Linked DNA regions of Mus musculus: region 2 is linked to region 1. Evidence: chromatin contacts called from public Hi-C data. All regions are on one chromosome and are shown on one strand. Each heading gives the region's core, a stretch centred on a gene start, on an enhancer-like site or on the middle of the called end of the contact. The rest is flanking DNA. Distances are from core to core; before and after follow the strand shown.

What was found. A called contact is a pair of places that touch in the nucleus more often than the background predicts.
Region 2: a contact with region 1 is called in a Hi-C map of uterus, with 4 times the contacts expected there. The contact joins two enhancer-like sites. A contact is called at or near these places in 2 of 484 Hi-C or Micro-C datasets (myocytes and uterus).

Annotation. Positions count from the first base shown.
Region 1 is chr6:143,621,238-143,627,268 of GRCm38.p6, forward strand. The region is part of intron 2 of 1700060C16Rik (RIKEN cDNA 1700060C16 gene); the gene reads right to left. Among named protein-coding and RNA genes, the nearest start is that of 1700060C16Rik, 27 kb to the right of the region's middle. Within about 2 kb of position 1,319, at least 15 of the 459 cell types and tissues checked have an H3K27ac peak or open chromatin away from gene starts, as enhancers often do. A contact at or near this core is called in uterus, where this site is marked.
Region 2 is chr6:144,709,178-144,715,709 of GRCm38.p6, forward strand. It overlaps a transcript of Sox5 not described here. Among named protein-coding and RNA genes, the nearest start is that of Sox5os3, 40 kb to the left of the region's middle. Within about 2 kb of position 1,789, at least 62 of the 459 cell types and tissues checked have an H3K27ac peak or open chromatin away from gene starts, as enhancers often do. A contact at or near this core is called in uterus, where this site is marked.

The DNA of each region.
Region 1 (6,031 bases), core at 69-2,568:
ATAGGCTGGAGATAATTTTAAACACCATTATTACAGCACCTGCACTCTGACTGGTCTGTCACACGAGGTCAGAGATGGGATTTTGAGTCATTACTGTTCAAAGAACTGAGGGGTGCTGGAACATTGCGGATTTTCAGATTAGGAATGCTTATGGCTGAGATGAGGACCAAGCTCAGTGAAGGGTGGTTTGAGATTCTAAGTGATGCCTTTCAAAGTTCTGTTCAGTTATGCCCTGTAGACGTCACCTAGCTCTTCTTTCATCATCTGGGGTCAGAGATTAAGTTTTAAGATGAACAGTGATGGCTGTGGCATCTTTGCTGTGAGCTACACACACACACACACACACACACACACACACACACATACACACACATACACACACACACATACACACACACACATACACACGTACACACACACACACACACACACACACACACACACACACACACACACACGTAAAACTCGTTGTTTATAATATAAGATTATCAACAGAACCCAAAAGTATACTTTTCATCCTACAAACTGGGCATCCACCCTCCCTCTTCCCTCCCATCCTGGGCTCCTTCCTTGCTTTGGTTACATACTGACATGTCACTCATGTTTTTCTTGTTCTGTCAGAGACCAAGTTTGCTTATTGGACAATATACTGAGTCTCTTCTACTAATAACTCTGATAAGTGACATTTAAAAGCTAATCTTTTTACAGGCAAAATAATTAATATACTCTATCAAACATCCTGGGTTATAGAATAAGGGCTTCCATTCTGGAAAATTCAGGGGGATTTTCAAAGAAGAAACAGTGGTCATGGCACTATGAACTATGTCATTTCTCTTTTACATAGGGGAATCACCCATAGTCACTTCTCTCCCCCCACAATATTAGATTCAGGAACTGAATTCAGATCACCAGTCCTGGCAGCAAACACCTTTACCCATCTGGGCCACTTTGCCCACCCTTCATTAGCTCTTAAATGACACATCCCATCAAAATTATCAAGCTATTAGAAACAGACTAGATTTTCATTTTGGCCCAAAGAATTCTGAATAGCAGTTTTACAAAACACACACACACACACACACACACACACACACACACACACACACACACACAATTGGCAGAACAGATTGCAGAAATTATAACTAAGCTAGAGGACATTTTCTATTTCTAGAATAAAACATTGCTTGTATCCAAGGTGCATTGTTGTTTTGGATTTGGGCTCTCTTTCCACGGAAGCCTGGGATTTCATGTTTCATCTCAGCCTGTGAGGAGAGCAGTTAGGGGCTAGGCTAACCCACGAGTCAGACTGTCTGGATGAAGTCTAAAGGGATGTGAACCTTCTGGGGCCTGGGATGAGCTCTACACTCAGGTCATCCTGACCTGGGACGGAGACACCAAATTCCTCAGAAAAGCTGTTTCCTTTGGGGGATCAAGAGACAGTTGGAACTAGGAGGCTCCAGAGAACCCACGGATGAACCCTTTATTTTACAACTGGGGAAACTGAAAGAGAGAAGGAGAAGTTGTTCATCTGTGGACCCCGTGTCCATGTATTCAGACTTCTGTGCCCTCTTTTAGAGACCAGCGAACTTTCCCTGTCTGAGTTATATCTTTGGTTGGCTCTCCATTGTGTCCCAGTCAGCGTTCCAGCACCAGATGACTTGGAAACAGACCCCACCCACTAGGAATCTGTCTCTGACTCAGGGCCTGGTTTTCATCAGGGACATTTGCAGTTCCCATTCTTACAAAGGTTAAGTTTTCTCTGAATCTTGGTGTCTCTTCTAGTTTGCTTACTATTGCTGTGATAATATGCCTTGGCCAAAAGCAGCCCAGGAGAGAAGAATTCTGTTATCTTCTACTTCCAGGTCACAATCCTTAGTGAGAAGAAGCCAAGAGCAGAGAGAGCACATACATTCCTGCTTGCTAACTGGGTCTCTCTCATCTAGCTGACTTCTGTCTGATATAATTCAGGGTTCCCTGCTTAGGGAATGGTGTCACCATGATGGGCTGTATGACTTTCTATGTTGATTTACACCCAAGGCTGTCCCCTGCAGAGAAGTACACAGGCCAACCTGATCTATATGTTTTCCTACCTCAGGACAAGTTACAGAAGTAAGTTCTCTGCTTCCTGGGTCCCAGGAATCCAACTCAGGTCCTCTGGCTTGGCAGCAAGCAACTTTATCCGCTGAATCATCTAGCTAACCATAGACCTCACCTCTTGAATGTCAAAATGCCTTGGTGCTAACACCCTTTCAGCACATGAGTCTCTGAAGAAGAGCTCAAATCAGCAATAGCATATGGGAAACAAAGCTTATCAGTAGTTATTAATGTATATACCGTTAAGTAGAAGTAACTATGCTGATCACTGGTGATGTCATCCATGCATTTACTCATAGGCTGTTTCTCAGCACCATAGTCTATCCCAAGTACCACATATTGTCTTGGGAAAGCAATACACCCAGCTCTTGTGTTTATCAAGAATAGGCAGTTAAAATATGTCTACCCTTAAGGATTAAAATACATTTCTTCTCTTAATACTCATTTTAACTCTTTTACTACTTCTTAAAGTCAAGATAAGCTTGTTATTTTAATATGTAGACATATTATTAATCTTTTAAAATGTTTATTAAAAATTAGTAGTTTATTTAAAATTGAACCACTAGGGCTGCTGAGATGGCTCAGCAGTTAACACTGGCTGCTCTTCCAGAGGTTCTGAGTTCAATTCCCAGCAACCTCTCGACTGTCTATAAAGGGATCTGATGCCCCTTCTGGCCTGTAGGTGTACATCCAGACAGAGCATGCCTACATTTAAATAAATACATACATAAGTAAATTTTTCAAAATTGGATCACTACCTGGGTGGTGGTGGCAGCCCATGCCTTTCATCCCGACACTCAGGAGGCAGAGACAGGCAGACCTCTGTGAGTTCAAGGCCAACCTGGTCTACAAAGCAAGTTCCAGGATAGCCAGGGCTGTTACACAGAGGGAAAAAATATTGATGTATCAGGCTGTATAAATTTGTAATCTAAGCTACTCTGGAGGCTGAGGCAGGAAGAGCTTATGTTCAGGGCCAGCTTAGGCAACTTAGAGATAACCTATCTCAAAAACAGAAAATACAAATGGGAAGGGAAGTGCAGCTTAGAGTTCTTGCCTGGTACATGCCACATCCTACATGCAACTGGGGACCTAGAAAACAACATGCGAAAGAAACTGTCTTAGGTTTCTATTCCTGCACAAACATCACGACCAAGAAACACGTTAGGGGGGAAAGGGTTTATTCAGCTTACACTTCCATAGTGCTAATCATCACCAAAGGAAGTCAGGACTGGAATTCAAGCAGGTCAGGAAGCAGGAGCTTATACAGAGGCCATGGAGGGATGTTCTTTACTGGCTTGCTTCCCCTGGCTTGCTCAGCTTGCTCTCTTATAGAACCAAGAATACCAGCCCAGAGATGGTCCCACCCACAAGGGGCCCTTCCCCCCTTGATCACTAATTGAGAAAATGCCCCACAGCTGGATCTCAGGGAGGCACATCCCCAACGGACGCTCCTTTCTCTATGATAACTCCAGTCTGTATCCAGTTGACACATAAAATCAGCCAGTACAGAAACAAAGAAGAACTTGGTGATTGAGATTTAAGAATACAGCACACATACAGATACGCTCAGTATCATGAGCCAACAGAGCAATGCAAAATAAATAAGATCGTAATGCACTTCCTTCAGCAAGTGGGCAAAAATGTCACAATTAAAACAGACAAATCCTACTATCTGTGTGGCTTAGAAACCAGGAGAAACTCATTTATTGCTGGCAACATAGTACAACATAGTCCCTAAGTTATAACTGTCTTAAGGAATCGCTTGAAGGAATCTAGTACACACAGATACACACTATCCTACGTGTCACAGAAATTCCACTTCTGATTATGTATTCCAGAAAAATAAGTGCTTATGTTTTACCCAGAGATAAATAGAAGAATGTTTATGTTAACATTATTAACAACAGCAAATGTCTGGAAATAATCCAAATATAATAAAATATAAATACATTAAAATACAATAAACAAATCGTATTACATGTAAACCATCTAAAGCTGAATAAGAATGAAAATTAACGAATACATTAAACAACAATGAGATCTGTGTGCCTTATGCTGAGTGAAAAAAATTAGGATACTACAAAGTATTTGATTTATATCCAGGAGCAGATTAAACAGGTTTAGGGGGCTAGAGATGACAGTATTGAAGCAAACAGACAAGAGTGGGGGGAGATGCTCAGGATCCTGACAGAGACTGTGCAGATAGCTTATGTAAGTATATATTAAGACGTACAATAAATATATTCTTTACAGTGTGCAAGTTGAATCTTGATTTAAAAATAAATGTAAATGTGCTCTTAACATTTGGAAAAGTGCTTGCCATTCATGAACAAGGATCTGAGTTCAGAGCCCCAGAAGCCGTATAAAATGCAGGGCATGGAGGTGCACCCCTGTTATTTCAGAGCTGGCAGGGAGTTGGAGTCCCTGAGGTTTGCTGCCTGTCCAGTTCAGCTAACTGGTGAGCAGCAAGCTCACTGAGAAACACTGGCTTGAAAAGAAGTATGGGGAGCTACTGAAAATGATACTCGGAATCAACTTCTGGCCTTCACATGCATGCTCACGCACAGACGCATGCATGTGTGTGTGTGTGCTTGCGTGTCAATGGTCAGACCTACAATTGGCCCCTCATTGGAATCAATGCCTAATGTTCCCCAACTTGTTTATGAAGTCTCCTGTCTTCTCTTTAAAGACATCAGCAAAAGCCCTTTAATATTTCTTGTGCTGTCAGATTTATGGGGCTAGGGAAGGGAGTTGAAACTTCACACCAAAAAGTAGCATAGAGGCCAAGGTGATTCTCAAATAGATACCGGAAATGAACAGTGAGTCTGTGTGCAGAGAAGCCCCTCCCCCCGGAAATGAACAGCATGTCCGTGTGCAGAGAAGCCCTCTCTCCCCACGTGCTAAGCTTAGCTCAAGAGGACATGGGGTTTTATCATTATAACAACAAACCATAATTTAGTTTGCATGCGATTCTTAACTAATCTCATAAGAGTGCTGTGTTATATGTCTGGTCTTAGGCTAATTATCCTCAGATCAGTCATCATGGAAGGCTCTGAGAATTTGTATCACAACTCTTGGAAGAATTAATGTCTCCTTTGGGTGTGGAAGAACAAGGGCTTTAATCGTTCACAAGCCTTTTCTCACCTTTAAATGTGTTATGGATTCAAAATGTATTTCTCGGCAGAAAACTCTAGATTTTTGGCTCACAATGTAAAAAACCCATGTGTCCCACCCCAGCAACTGATAGCTTTTCAAGCTATTAATAGTCTGATCCCTGTATACTTGGTTCTCTGATATTTTTAGAGTCTGTATTTGAGTGTAATAAAATCGTTCCTCTTTCTTCTTAAAAAAAAAAAAAGTAATTATTGAGACCAGATTCTGCCAACAACAACTTTCAGAATAAAATAATAGTGTGCTATGGTTAAAAACCACACTATCATCAGGTTTGCATTGTTACAGCGACAAGTATTTTTAGTGGTTTATTTCATGAAAACAGGGCGTTCTGTGTAGGCCATCATTACATTAGTTTATGTTTACTGCACTTTCCTTAAAATCGCCCCTGTAGGGGGTACAAAATGCATGCATTCTTTCAATAGGGACTGTAGCTCACTAGAAAGTCAAATCAAGAGAAAACCACTTCAGGAAATGATTACAGCCAAAGGTATGAAATTACACCCACCTTGCTAATTACTGCTAATCTGATTTTATTTTTAGCTTCCAAGACAACACCTCAAAATCTCACTCCTTCTAGATGACCTGTATAGAGTGATTTTATTTTCTCAATAAAAGTAGCCAGATAATAATAGCGAAGACAAGGTAAGTATCTTGGTGTAGGGGCCTTTAACCAGAATTCAAGTGTACAGATCATCATTTGCTCTGCCGTCCATGGTGAAGAAGGCACGTCAAAACCTATACAGAAGATAGGTGGGGTTTATGT
Region 2 (6,532 bases), core at 539-3,038, 1.1 Mb after region 1:
GATGGACAGCTTCAGAAAAAGCTGATCACAATCAATAACATGGAATCAATAAGATGGATCTTACCCGCCCTGCACTGTCCCTGGATGGAAATGATGGTTAGGAGAGATGGAATAATATCTCGATGATCAAGGAAGTCTGTGACAGAGACTGGAAACAGAACGCAGCCTGCACGCCCTGTCTCCCACACTCACCCAAGCCCATCACTGCCCTATGTGCTTAGAGCTGTGCTCAGCCTTCCTAAACATCATCCACACACCTAGCATCATCAAGAACAAGGTGTGATGGCTGGCAGGTAGCTCTGCTTGTCGAGCACCTAGCATGTGCCTACATACTCTTAGGGTTCAAGCCCCAGCATTTGAAAAAGCCTTGTACAACCCTGCATGGCTACCATCTTGGTATTTGGGAGATAGAAGGGCCAGGAGTTGAGGGTCATTCTTAGCTACATAGCTTGTCTCGAAACGAAACAAGCAAGCAAGGAGGGAAGGATGTAATCTGAACTTCCGGTTGCAATAGAATCCCAAGTCTCTAAAATCATTCTCTTTGGAATCCCACTGCCCCATCCGTTTCACAACTCGGCAAATATTTACTGTCCCTCTCCTCTCTGCCCCGCTGTGAAGCTGATTAACTCTTACTCAAAAGGGTTTGTGACCTTCCACTTAACACAGACTATGCAAAACATCTCGGTGATCTAAATGACCTTCAGAGAAACAAATTCTTATACTCTTTGTCTGATCCTGTTCCAAGACACTGAAACTAACACCCTTTATTCTGGTTCACAAATCCCTCTGTGACCTGGCATGCTGACCTCTCTGGGCGCAGCTCTCAGCTATGACTCCTTAGCTAGCTGGACACTTTTCTCTTCTACAGGGAATTCATGGAGATAAATCTTCTGCCCCAGTGCCTTTGCTTGCCTCTCTTCTCCCTTTACAGCTTGACAGCATCTTCCAGATATCCCCAACTCCCTTTATCCTTCGTGACCCACATTGTCTCTTTCCTCACCTTAAGCATAGTTCAATCATAGTTCTCTGGGTTCAAACCAATATATTATGAGCCTAAACTTAGTATCTATAGATTTTTGTTGGTCACCTATTCCTAGTTCCTCATCCCCAGAGGGCCATGTGGACACTCCCTGTTCTTCCCAACACCTTGGATGCTCACAGGTGCAGAAATACTAAATAAGAACATTAGGGAAACTGAATGCTAATACTACAGGTGTTAGAGAGGAATGTCTTGTATCTCCTAGGAAAAGAAAGTGCCACAAGCCAACAGTATAGGGTACAGACTTTGAAAGTAATACAGAAATTCAGTCAAGATGGGTGTTAGGGGGCCTTCAAGAAGAAGGAAAGAAGAAAATTTCTGTGAACAGTGCTCCCCCCCCCCCAAGTTCTTTACACCAAGGCAAAGGCTGGTACTGGAATGCCTGAAGCCCGATTTAAGGATGCCAGATGAAGGTTGCTAACGGTATCTTCAAGAACATTCACTTATATTCTCTCTCTCTCTCTCTCTCTCTCTCTCTCTCTCTCTCTCTCATGCATATACACACAGTCAGACATACACAGAGAGAGAAACACATACTCATACACACACACTGATACACCCACTCACACTCAAGCATACACACACTGATACACACACAACACATATACCTTTTGGATTTTCAAATATAAATCTCCCAGGAGTCACAGGAATGGAAGCATGGTGAACTTAGTGTCATTAAGTGTTGGGACAGAAAGCACTGTGCTGTGCAGTATCAAGTTGAAAATAATGACGAAACCTGCTCCTCTCATATCTGTTCAAAAACCCTAGCAAAGTAAACACAGCTTTCCTTCTGTCAAGCCACCCGGGTGACTCATCTCTTTGGAAATGTGTCTCTGGCATTCTTTCCTCTGGCCTGAAATTCTCGGAGGAAATCAAGCAGATCAGCAGCTGATGACCAGAGAGAAGTCAGAACCTGAAATCCTAGGTCCAGCTCTAGCGTGGATTCGAGGCCTGGCAGGAACCTCCATCACCAGCCTTTTGTGCCAAGCACCACTCTGTAGCAGTGTTTTACAAAGTACGTGGTCAGTGACTGAGAAGAAACACTTGTTTTTTTTCAAAATAATCATGTAGCTGCATGGAAACAAATATAAATCTCTAATGGTGTTCTGAGTTATTCTGCACTCGTTTATTCTTAATCCAAATGACGAGCCTGTGGACCGTGTGTGTGTGTGTGTGTGTGTGTGTGTGTGTGTGTGTGTGTGTTAGAAGTGGTGACGTTGTCCTTAAAAGTTCCGAGATAACAAAAAAAATGGGGTGGGTTCTCTTCAAAAGACTTGAGGATGTAAACACATGGGAGTTTAAATTAACACTAGTATCAACTGTTTGAATTGAGGAGGAAAAAAAAACATACGCCAAAAGAGTTTTATCAGAATGAAAAGAAAACAAGTCCCGCACCCTGACAGCAACACAAAAGCCACACCCCCTTCCTTACAGAACAGCTTTTCTATTGAAGTTCATTTTGACATTTTATTACTTTCCCACATTGAAGAATATTGCCTTTCAAACCCTCCATCTCTCAGCCAGTTGTACCATTGTGCCTTCATCCATTGTTGGGAGTTCTTAGCGACCACCTTTCCAATACAGAACGCACAATCTTCGCTTTCTTCCCAACAAAAAGAAACCAGCATCCCACATCCTTTTCACTTTAAATTCATACCCTGCATTTTTTTAAAAGAACGGATAATCAAAAAGCCTCCAACATGCCAACAAACAGGAAGCAGAAAAGCTGGTTATCTATTCGCTAGACAAGAAGCAACTGGAGATGCAACCCTTCTCCGGCCAAGGCACCCTCCCCCACTACGGTCACAGGATGTGCTGTGTACCAGAGGCTCCTACAGCCCACGTCCGTTCATTTGTCAGAGCTGGGAGGGTGGGCCCACAGCAGCCTCTGCTTGATAATGTCTTCCTACAAATGAGACCATCTCTTTGCTGAAAACAAGCAAGGCCGAGGCTGCTCTGTGATTTTACACACATAAATTAGGGAAGCAGCTAAACGCTAACCAGGGCTTGCCACACGAGGGGCAAACTAATTTAATTAATTCATACACAGCACCTCATTAAGAGCAGTTTTCACACGGAGGTTGTGATCTTGTTGAATCTGCATTATTTCCCACCACGATGCGCACTTGGTTGTTAGGAATGAGTCTCTTGGAAATGGAGAAGATGATGCATCTATGTGCAGTGAGGAATGGGGGAGCTGGCTTCTCACCTCCAAACAGGAACACAGAGCACTCTTAGCTGAGAGGACCTTTTATACGCTGCATTTTGCCTCCACTTTTGCTTGTGTTCCTTCTGTACTTAATGTGCTGGAAAGAAAGGATTCCTCATTGGCAAGCTGTCTGTCTTAGCTGATAGGGCACATGGAGAAGAAGGGAAACCATGGATTGCTTATAAAGTTAAGTCGATGGCAAAGATTTCTGGGCAACTAGGGGAAGACCTCGTTGCACTTCCCTAAACTCTTCACAGCTTGGAAGAACAAAGAACATCCCAGCTCCCAAGGGCTCCTGGGACCCAGGACTAAAAATACAGCCTTTTTCCTGGACTCATATTTCTCTGAACACTCTGATTGATTGATTTAATATTTCTTTCTTTTTAAAACCATCTCAAACCAGTTATTTTTCATAAATTCATAGGGCAAGATTTTAGTGTCTAAAGATCTGCATTGGTAAAGAGCTGAACCCAAGGGAAACCATTAAATACCTGGCTGACCCCAGTGGTGGGGCAGAGAAGAGAGGCGATCCTGGAAAACCTGCACCAGAGAAGAAGGAGTGGGAGAAAGAGAATGGGTCACCAGAAGAGGAATTGAACCTAAAGAGTTCCCAGGGTCAAATATGAACAATCTCATTGATGAATAAAAACACTATTAGCTCATCAGCTATATGATGCAAATACTCATAGAATTAATGATGCTTATAAGATGAACGAAGTTGATAGCAGCTATGTGATTTATAGAATTAATGCAAGTTATAGAATCGGTGCACCTTATTGATGGTGGGAATTGATCACTGAGTGTGGCTACCCATAAAGGAAGAAGCAGAGACAGAAGCTGCATCAGAGTGCAGTAACCCTTGCCTATCTCAGTCACTTTTCTGTAAGTCTAAGATCATGTCAAAGCAAGTTCTGAAAAAAAAAAAAAAGAATAGGCTAAAAAAGGCATGGTATGAAGGAGCCTAGAGTGAGATCAATGAAGTGAACTCCCATGGGAAACCACAGTCTGAATGAAGGGAAACATAATCAAGACTGTCTAACCAGAGTCTGTGTCTCCCAAATTTGTGATTCAAAGTTCCTTCCAACCAAACAACTGAAAAGAGAAAGCTGCATCTTTACCTACTACGGCTCTGGGTTGGTTCTCTCTGCAGCTCTGCCTCCAGTCGGACCCCTTAATGTAAATCAGTAACTACTCAAATCAACTCGGCCACTTACTCTATAGTCTAATTTTTCTACAGAAATATTTAACCAATCATTGTTTATACTTCAGTGACATCAACACCGTGTCTAAACTAGGACTCTAGAGCATCCCAAATGGCTCCACTGTGCCCAGTCCCACAAGACTAAATGCTTTACCTACTCAGTATAAACAACCAGAGATCACTTTAGGGTCTCTTAAAATCATGTCTCCAAAATATAGACACAGACATTTAGAGGGTGTTTTAAGTTATAAGTCACTCAGAAGTCTCTGTTTAAACCAATATCTAATCCAGGGAGTCTGAGAAAACAAGTAGTTGTTATCAAAATATGCATGAAGGAAAGTTTAAAAGTTTATAACATTCCACAAAAATACAAGGACACTCAATTGAAAGCATGGGTGCATTATTTTTAAAAATCTACCATGTTTTCCAGTCTCAATGGTAGACCCCAAAATAGCTGACAACCATGTAAGCAAGCTGAGCTCCCTTGGTGTTTCTGGCTGGTGGTAGTAGTGCCAACATGAACTCAGACTCTTGCCTCCCTAAATTGAGACTGCCATGGCTTGAGTTTGCCTCCATGGGTGGGTTCGAAGCCCAGCTCTCTGAACCTCGAGCTCATCCAAACAAGGCTTGACTGCAGTGTTTCCAGCCACACTGGCCGATCTCACCTTTTCTGTTTCTCAGGCTTCGTCTAAGATAAGATGAAGTGCAGGGGTGGGGCGTCAGAACTATTTAAAGTACAGACCTCCCAGCCCAGGGTCTGCAAATGATGTTTGGAGAGGAGAGTCATCCAGAAACAAGGTGAAAATGTGAGGATCTTCATTATGGACTTTGGGGCTCACTTCTTTTGAATTGACCGTGTTCTGGTCCGTGCTGGCCTCTGGAAAAGCAGAAGCCCAGCTACGTCCATCTTGCTGACTGGCTACTGACTATTCAAATAAAATGGTTCCATATACCCAGTCCAGTGAATGCCTAGGAATTATCAGATAGGAACGTCCCTCATTATCAGACTCAAGAGGCCTGGAGCTTAAAGCTGTCCGTGTGGAGAACTCTGCCTTCTATCTGGAGTGAAGAAAGAAGGGAATGAAACAGGAGAGAGAAGAGAGGAGGGAGCCTCTCAGAGGACAATGATCCAAGTAAGAGAGCAGATGTGATGGAAATTAAAAGTAACAAGACGACGGTTCTGTGAGCAATTGAAAGTAACTGGCACTTCTTTTGAATATGTCCATATTTAGCCATAAGGTAGACAGTCCTCACCATAAAAACCTGTAAACACGCTCAGAGAATGCAGGTGCTCTGAAGACAAAAGCACAGCCCAGTCAGTCTCTCACTGCTAAGTTGGACCACACCTGAGTCAGCCAAGCAACTAGAAAACTGTCTTAAGACAGTTAGTGCACAGGATCTCAATGCCATATGCACCGGAAGAACTTGTTATAATGGAAACCCAAGCCTTACGTGTCACGTTTGCTTTAAGATTCTATCTACCTGCATTTGTTAACCAAAAATGGAGCAGAGACTGGAGGAAAAGTCATCCAGAGATCACCCCACCTAGGGATCCATCCCATCTGCAGACACCAAACCCAGACACTATGGCTGATGCTAAGAAACACTTGCTGACAGGAACCTGGTATAGCTGTTCCTTGAGAAGTTCTGCCAGAGCCTGACCAATACAGAGGTAGGTTCTGGCAGTCAACCATTGGACTGAGCCCAGGGACCCCACTGGAAGAGTTAGGGGAAGGACTGAAGGAGCTGAAGGGGATTGTAACCCCATAGGAAGAACTACAATATCAACTAACTGGATCACCTAGCGCTCCCAGGGACTAAGCCACCAACCAGAGAGTACACATGGGTGGGTCTATGGCTCCAGCTGCATATGAAGCAGAGGATGGCCTTATCTGGCATCAATGGGAAGGGAGGTGGTTGATCCTATGGAGGCCAGATAGACGCCCCAGTGTGTGGGATGCTTGAGTGGCAAGGTGAGAGTGGGTGGGTAGGTAGGTAGGGTGGGGAGCACCTTCATAGAAGCAGGCGGAGTTTGCGGAGAGGAACCTGAGAAGGGGGACAATATTTGAAATGTAATTAAATA